2 separate regions of the Rattus norvegicus genome follow, and region 2 is linked to region 1. Evidence: chromatin contacts called from public Hi-C data. All regions are on one chromosome and are shown on one strand. The core of a region is the stretch at or near the end of the contact, and the rest is flanking DNA. Distances in the headings are between cores, read along the strand shown.

Region 1 (4,404 bases), core at 707-3,206:
TCAACAAAGGACAAGAACTGATTTTAAATGAGAAAAGAAGTTATAGACAACCCCAAATATTGGGGTGGATGCCACTGGTTTGATTTATTTTATTTTATTTTTGATTTAGAGATAGGGTCTTTTGTATCTAAGACTAGCCTTAAATTGACTAAGTAGCCAAGGATGACCTTGAACCTCTGATCTTCCTTTCTGTCTCTACTTCTTGAGTGTCAGGATTGCATCCCACTTGGTCCATGTGGTACTAGAGAGTGAGCCCAGGTCTCCATGCATGCTAGGCAAGCAGTCCTCCAACAAACCTACATCCTGTCTATGCCTCTATGGCCTGCCTTGGGCATTTCCCTACCACAGCACAAGCTGCCTGACTTAGTATGTGTTTCCTCAAGGTAGAGCCTGAGGTGAGGGTTTGAGTTTAGATGACTTGCTTGGGAGCTGGCCCAGGAAGACTATAAGTGATGAAAACCAGTCAAGAGGGAACCAGCTTGCAACAGTGAATGGGTTATTGCCACGGTGCCCTGTAACTCCGTCCCTGTTGATCCTCCGAGAGCTTGTAAGAAACTCTTTCTGAGAAGCAAGGATCTTAGGATTGATGGCCATTTCTAGGGTTTTAATTTCATGGCATGTCTGCTCTGCCCCGTCTGAACACTGGTAACCTCAAACAGAGAGAAGCAAGTTTTCTAGGCAAGGGGACTGTCTCGGGCTAGGGTGAGTTAAGGGAGCATGGGCAAAGTCCTAGCAGCATCTGCCACATTCCTTAAACTCAGAATGAGGAGTTTTCTCATTCATGACAGGTCCACTGAGTAAACCATCCCTAATACAGCAGAGGAGGAGCCTGTGGAACCCTGGCCATGATTTACACACACACACACACACACACACACACACACACACACACACACACACACACACTGTCTCCTGGGAGGGAGGGGGATGGATGGAGAGAGTGGGAAAACAACGATGCAAAAAAAAAAATGCAAAAGACCTCAGCCTGCAGCAGAAAGACCAGGCCTGAATGAACTGCTTGTTCTCAAACAGAAGGAATTTTATTTGCATAGTTAATCCTCACGTGTTGCAACAGCCCAAAGATCACCCCCAGACGATTATTATTTGCACAGAGTGCTGCAGGCAGGGGAAATCTTCATGTACCCCTTTTCCTTTTAAATACCAGATCCTGTAGCCCCGCCAAGATATTTGAAAACAAATTGTAAGCTCCATCTGCCAGCTGGGGGCATGCTGAGACAAAGGAAAGAATTTTCCTGGCAGACCTCACAGGCCAGGAGACCCTTAATCCAGGCAGACAGACTTTAACACATTCTTTCCCTGTTCGGCAGACATTCCATCATCCCTGAAGGTCTTGCCTGTAGCCGTCAGTTTGTTCCGTTTAGATTCAGCTACAGTGTATATGTGATGGAGTCTCCTAATATCTTCCAAGGCTCAGCTCCAGGACCCTCTTGGATACCCAAATCCATATGTGCTGAATCCTTCAAATAAAATAGTAAAAACAGTGCAGTCATTGCACAGACCCTCTGAACATCCTCCAGTGTGTGGTAGGTCATCCGGAGGTTACGTGTAATTCCCAGTACAGTAGGAATGCCATTCAAATAGCTGTTGTACTGTATTGTTAAGGCACAATGACAAGAATAAAGTCTGCATGTGCTCAGAACAGACATTTTTAGAATCTTTTTTTTTTGAGTTGGTGGATACAGAGGGACAACTGTATCAGTCTAAGCCAGCAGAGGAAAAAAGCTCGACAGGGGTCCATGGTAATTCTAAACAAACAGGTGCTGAGGCTCCGGGAGGAGGGGCGAAGGAGCCCGCTCTGATTCCACTGAATGCTGTGTGCGGGATTTCTTCCAGAAGACAGGGAGAATTTAAGAAACAAGAGAGTGTCTGTGCCACAGAGTAACCCTTGGGGTTACAGCTCATTTTGAAAGAAGCCCTTTAGGAGGCAGACAACTTCTTGAGTCTCCATCAGTGACATCCACTCTGGTAGAAAGGATGCAACAGGCTGAATTGCAGCCTTCGGGACTCACAGGAGGAAAAGGCCTGGGCCTTCAGCTGCTGCTTTAATCACTTACTTAGAAACTGCAAAGTTATGAAGGGCAACCTCGCACAAGCAAACGAGCATCAAGTGAAATTAGCCAATTGTAGAGGATACTGTCGTTTTCTAAGGGCTAGAAAGTTATGTTTAGCCTACAAAGAAGTTTTAAAGGATGTTTCTACGAGACACAACAAAATACATACATATACACAGGCAGACAGACATAGGAAGTTATTACATAATCTTAGACAGACTTCTATGTTCACTAGCTGTCAGCCTGTACAATTAATTCAGTTCATTCACTCTGATTCAGTCATTCAATAAAGACCCACACGGCTGCTCTGTTAGATACTGCACCAAACACTAATGATAGAACTTTGCTAGAGGCAGTGGAGCAGGGCTCCTGCCCCTTTGAGGTCACTAATCATGGATACGAGTGGTTGGTATAATATTACAGATTGTGCATGGATTGCTCAAAAGAATGAATTTTCTATATATATATATGTATATATATATATGTATGTATATATATATGTATGTGTGTGTATATATATATATATATATATGTATATGTAGCTAAAAATCAGAATGATCTAAAACAAAGGTGCCAGGACAGCATTGTATGTGTCAATTTTGAAAACTATCTCTCCTCTCATACAGGCTTTTTTGGGTGAATAGGGCTTCTTTAGAATAAAACAGCAAGAGACGTCTTTGGCAGATCTGGGGCCAAGGTGTGCTGCTAAGAGATCCACCATATAACAGAACTGACCCAAGACGGTTGGTTATTGGGAGGAGTGGGGAGATTGAAGAGTGGAACATGAGAGAAAGACAGAGACAAAAGGAGACAGAGCCAGGCAAACAGAACAATCAGGAGACAGAGAGAGCAAACAAGACCTTTTAAAGGAGGCACATGTCACATAGGAGAACACACAACTTATAGCAGCAGTGGAATGTGCTGTACCTGGGGGTCCGTGGGTGATGATGTAAGCTGCAGTGGCCGAGTCGCTGAAAGGCATACTGGCAGAGTGCCAGATTTACAAAGGCACATGTCTGTAGTCTTCCCACTCGGGAGGCAGAAGCAGGAAGATCATGAGTCAGAGGCCACCATCAAGGGACAAACTCCCTCAAAAGAAAAAAGCAGAGGTAAGAACCCCTCACTCATCTGGTTATCTTCTGTCTACACAGATACACAGACATAACCATAAGCCCAAGTCTCCTACATGGTGGCCATCCAGTGAGCAAGAAAGAAAATATTAAGAGTCCTATTTGTAAGTTTTTAACAATGAAAAATCAGTTTAAGCCTCTGCCCTCAATGCATGGACTGTCGAAATAGCAAGTTGCATGTGGGCATATATACACAAAACACACACACACATACAAAACACATACACACACACACAAACACACATACACACATACACACACACACACACACACTCACTAATTTACAATTTTTCCCTTACTAATACAGCTTCGCTAATGGATGTTTTTACTGTTAAGAATAGTTTTAGTCTAAAACCCGCTTTTCTTTTGAAAGTTCCAGAGCATTAACCCGTTGCTCCTCTGATTCTAGCCTTCTGGTCTTATGTGCTTTTGACTCTCAGTCACCTTTATGAATCCACTCATAGCTCTCAGAACTTCCCAAAACGTGAAGAGAAAGACCACCTACCCAAATCAGCATGGCCAATTCATTAAAGCAAGCTTTTTTATTTGTGTACATGGGCTGCCTCTGCCTAAGACAGGATGCAAGAGGACAGTTTTGGACATGAGGAAGATAAGGTCTTTATAGCTCGGGGTAGTGGTTTCCAAATGGGGGATCTGGTCGCCATTTCTGAGAAGAGGCAGTACAGAACCACTGGTGGTTTAGGTTACAGGCATAGCCCAATCTTTGAGAAACAGAGGTTTAATCATAAACAAAAGTGAATCTCGTTTATTATAAGATGACTTTCAAGGCCAAGATGGAGGCAGGTTGGTTCATAATTTGCTCTGGGATGAAATTTCACTGGCCTCATAACTGGCAGGCACATCTCCTCTTGGTAACTCCTTCACCCTCCTGATGCTGAGTTTCTCATTTCAATTGGCTTTCCTTTCCTTTATTTCTAAAAGGACAGTGTTTGGATGTTGACTCTGAAGAGATCCTTTAAACTTTTTATGTTACATTTGTTTTCATTTTCTTACTCCTGCTAGAGTCTAGATGTCTTAGTATTTCTTTTGTTTCAATGATGCACCATGACTGAAAGGCAAGTTGGGAAGGAAAGGATTTATTTAGCTAACACCTCTTCACTGAAGGAAGTCAGGTCAGGAACTCAAACAGGACAGGATCCTGGAGGCAGGAGCTGATGCAGAGGCCAGGAAGGGGTGCTGCT
Region 2 (4,404 bases), core at 1,170-3,669, 74 kb after region 1:
TGGAAACACCCTCATCCTGCAGACGAGTCTCCTAGGTAATTCCAAATCCAGTCAAGTAGATGATGAAGATTAGTCATCATACTAAAATTTGTGAAATAAACCTCAGTACACTAGCACTGGATCAACATGATAAAATGAATTTACAGAGCAACTAAAAGTCATATCAGTGCTAACCTTACAACTGGGCAAGAGGGTCCTGCACTAGATCTACATATCATAGGTCTGTTCTAGTTCCTTTCTAGTCACTTTATGTGATGAAGAAGGCCCCAGAGTGAAGTACATGCCCACAAGGGTTCACAAACACACATCTCCTAGAACACAGTCCATCGTACCCAGGCATTTCCTACTCAGAGGGTCCCAAATGCTCTCCAGGGACTTCAAATATCTCTTTCCTGGGCCATTCTTAGAAGGGATTGTCACTAGTATTTATTTTAGACCAAAAGGAGGCTGAGACAAACATGTGGATACAGATGGGATTTTGTGGAATGGAGAGAAGGCGGGGCACACATAGTCCTAGTGAGTGAGATGTCTCATCCTCCAACCCTCAACCTAGGGTGGGGAATCAGGGGGTGGATTAGAAAACAATCAGAGAACTAAATTCCACCCTGCATTTCCACATTCTTATAAAGGGATATTGGTCAAGACAGGAGCAGAGACCCTATTTTGCTTATAGCCCATTATGCTGATTTATGACAGTGTGTGTGTGTGTGTGTGTGTGTGTGTGTGTGTGTGTGTGTGTTTGAATGTGGATGCATGTGTGTTAGAGTGGACAAGTGGAGGTTAGAGGACAACTCTGGGGAATCAAATCAAACTCGGACTGTCATATCTGCAAAGAAAGCATCTTTCATTTGCCGAGCCATCTCCTGGTCCACATTTTTTTCTTTTTAAAAAAGACAGGGTCTATCGGGCCTGTCTGGAATTAGACACCCTCCTGCGTCACCCACTGAGTCCTGAGATTTCGTGGATATATTGTACTTTTCAACATTTAGGCAGTCAGTATGAGGAAGAAAGGATAAGTAAAATCATCATCTTGGGTTGCTGACCTTTGAGCATTTCATTGAATTCCCTAATAACAAATATGGTATTGTCAGTCAGAGAGCAAAGGACTCTCACAGTGTATATAGTGAGCGTGCTATGTCATGATATAAGACACGGACATATGCTGCCAGAAGCAGCTTGGATTCATTATGCCTTGATTTTCAATTGAGTTTTGGTAATTACACATTCAGGAATGGTTTACTGTTGCTGAACTTTTTGACATACAGCTCCCCGTCCCCACCCCATTCCGATACAGTACAATCCCCATGGAGTTCTGACTCACTATTAAAGAAGCTTTGGTTTAAGTGATGCTTTGCGTGAAAATAAAACTACTGACTTGAGAAAAGAAACTTAAAAAAAAAGAGTCTAGAATAAGACACCACAGTGACTAAAAGTATGTGTGTACAACATATTTTTTTTTAAATGTTTTCCTCTTCCAAGTGGGTTTTAGAATACAGTTGTCGTTCTTCAGGAAGCTTTTTGCCATGTTGATGAAGGCAAGAATAAAAACTGATACTATGTTCTGTGCCTTTATAACCACTAGTTCCTCTGAAATGATCTAAGTTTAAGTTAGTCTTGCTGTACTAGCCTATCCAGTTCACTCTGAGGCACCTAGGCTTTTGTATGGTCACATAGCTGAGCTGTGGGACATCGGGTCTATGCCAATGCAGTCTGGGTGGGGGCCTTGTTGGAAAATAGACTGCAGAAGTAAATGGTTTGATTCACAAGTCTTTCTCCCTTGAAAAGGCTGGCATTGAAAACCATTCCAGTGTGGGATGGCATATATCTGTTGAGAATTTGGGTTTTTGTTTGTTTGGTTTGATTCTTGTTTTGTCTTTTGGGTTTTGGTTTTTTGAGACTAGGTTTCTCTGTGAAGTCTTGGTTGTCCTGGAACTCACTCTGTAAATCAAACTGGCCTCGGTACTCAGAGATCCTACTGCCTCTGCCCTTAAGTGCTGAGATTAAGGGCCTGTGCCACCAAGGACCTGACCGGCATATTTGAGGTTCTTAAGTTTTGTTTTCTTCTAGCTTTTTGTTTTGCTTTTAAGTGTTGGTATCAAAACAACTTTGTCACAGGGTCTCTCACTGCAAATTCTAGGAAGAAATTGCATCTGATAAAATGAATGCAGTTAGGACAGATTCTGTAGCTGAAGCAGGGAAGAGAAACAAATCTGTAACAGAGAAGAAAGTGACACAGCTCTCTTGTCTTCCCATCCCTAAGTAGAGGAAACCACCAGGGATGCTGTCACCCAGCCGGGCCCTCTGCCTTCGCCCCTCCCTGACCCGCACCGCAGCTAGCTCCGCCTTCTCGGAGCCCCGCCTCCGCCCCGCCCTCTTCAGGCGGCAAGGCTCCTTGTTTACCCGCGGTGCATGTTGGGGCGGTCTCCGTAGGCAACGCTGGCCTTCCAGCTGCCCTGTGGCAATGCCGCGAAGGCGCGGTGGTGGCGGTGGTGGCCTACGCCAGGCGCCCGCTGCATTCGTGCCCTTGGCGAGCCCCAGCTACTACGAAAGGGTGGGCCAGCTCCAGCAGGCTCTGCGGGACAGGTATGGCCGCGGGACGGGGCAGGGAGTCAGCGGCGCCACTGAGAGCATAAAGGGACCACGTCCAACCATTTCCCGCCAGTAGTTCACTAGGCTCGGGATTCACCTATGACCCCCAACTAGCTCCAGATGGGGTTGGGAGCACAAGTTTACCACAGATACCCCTTTTTTGATTAGGCGCAGAGCGGCTATAATTCCTCATGGCAACTAAAACCAGGTCCCTCAGCTTGTGGATGCGGCCGGAAGTGATAGTGGGAGTTCTTTTGCCTGCCAGTCTTGATCAAGCCTTGTGAATTTCTCTAGTCTGCTCTCTAGTCCTACACGCCCACGCGCCCCTCCCCCTCTTCAAATTGTCATCCTACTTTGACAGCCGCACTGCATCAAAGATGACAGGTCCAGGAACGCAGGCTGGAAGGGTGTGTGTGTATGTATACACGTGCGCGCGCTCTGTAGTCTTTCGGAGGTGTCTGGGGCTGCCTAAATTTCTAGTAAAGGGACGAATTTTTCAACGAGTTCAGCTTCGAGGGTTGGAACTGCCTTTGATTAAGACATGAAAGATGAGAACCATTGGAAACAGCTAGATCTAAGAATGCATAAATAGGAAAAAAGTATAAAGCAATTGACTCTAAATAACACATGGAAAGATAAGTTGTTGGAACACTTATTTAGCTGCCAAATTAATTGGACTTAGAAATCTCATTAGTTGACAAGAAAGGAAATAGATTTTTGGATCTCTTGATAAACAAAACATTTAATGAGTGTTAAAGTTACAGAATCATTCAGATGAAACAGGAGGGCTGTAACAATTCTAAGATGATAACAGTAATCGCAGGTGAGGTAAAGTAAATGATTTTACAAAGGAATTTCATCCTACACTAGACTTATTTTTTGTCAGTTATTTGTGAAGTATCTCCCACAGGCCTTCACTCTTCTTTCCATGTTTTATCTTCTTTCTACATCCTGTTTTCTTTCTGACACGGTTCTGCTCGCCTACTCTAGGGATCTCTTAATCTCTCACTTAAGAAAAAAACTAACCAACCAGTTATGCATATGCCCGTGGTGGTCTATGCTGAAGAGGCAGAGATAGGAGGACCACAGGTTCAAGGCCAGCCTGGGATACAGGAGTTCCAGTCAGCCAGCCAGGGCAGCATAGTGAGGCCTTATCTCCAACCCCCGCCCCCCCCAAAAAAAAACCCAACACACACACACACACATACATTGTGTGTATATATATATATATATGTGTGTGTGTGTGTGTGTACATATATATTATATATTATATATATATAATCGTTTTCTGCAGAACTTTTCTTTTCTCAAAACTTCCTGTTTGCACCTTCAGTGTGCTTAATGAAATCTCAGGGATAATGCAGGAGACTGTGTGTGTGTGTGGTGTGTGTGTTTGTGTGTGTGTATGTGTGTGTGTGTGTGTGTGCAAGTGCGTACACATGTGTGGCTGCCTGCCTCCCTGTGTGTGTATGTGTGCACCTACAATGAGAATTTTAGGCAGGAAAAAAATCAACACATAGCATACCATTTGGCTGACTCATTGTGTAATACAGTGGTGGTGGAGGTATTTTATAAAATATTTGAATTTATGTGTGAAATCCAAGAGTCAATCAGCTAGTGTCCAGGTGTTACCGAATGCCTTATGTAGAATGCAGTGGCCTCATATTGTCATTAAATAATGACCTTTTTCCAGTTACCCAAGGTGGTGTTAGATCTCCGCATATACCAGATCATTTAAAAGCAAGAACTTGAGTTTCAGTGCCTTTACCTTATTTTCTATTGTAGTTCGAGAGTGGTGTAGTTACCTTGGGCCTT

Evidence for each region. Hi-C and Micro-C count contacts between places; a contact is called where the count stands out from the background.
Region 2: a Hi-C map of Schwann cells shows a contact between it and region 1, with 2.0 times the contacts expected there. The contact joins the promoter of Kiz here to the enhancer-like site in region 1. A contact is called at or near these places in 1 of 12 Hi-C or Micro-C datasets (Schwann cells) and 1 of 1 datasets of contacts at active chromatin or transcription factors (oligodendrocytes).

What each region holds. Positions count from the first base shown.
Region 1 is chr3:154,655,020-154,659,423 of GRCr8, forward strand. No RefSeq gene overlaps it. Among named protein-coding and RNA genes, the nearest start is that of Kiz, 74 kb to the right of the region's middle. Within about 2 kb of position 1,957, at least 10 of the 93 cell types and tissues checked have an H3K27ac peak or open chromatin away from gene starts, as enhancers often do. A contact at or near this core is called in Schwann cells, where this site is marked.
Region 2 is chr3:154,728,498-154,732,901 of GRCr8, forward strand. It overlaps Kiz (kizuna centrosomal protein), which reads left to right and starts at 2,420. Exons shown (of 14, transcript NM_001398980.1): 1 at 2,420-2,583. The coding sequence starts at 2,462.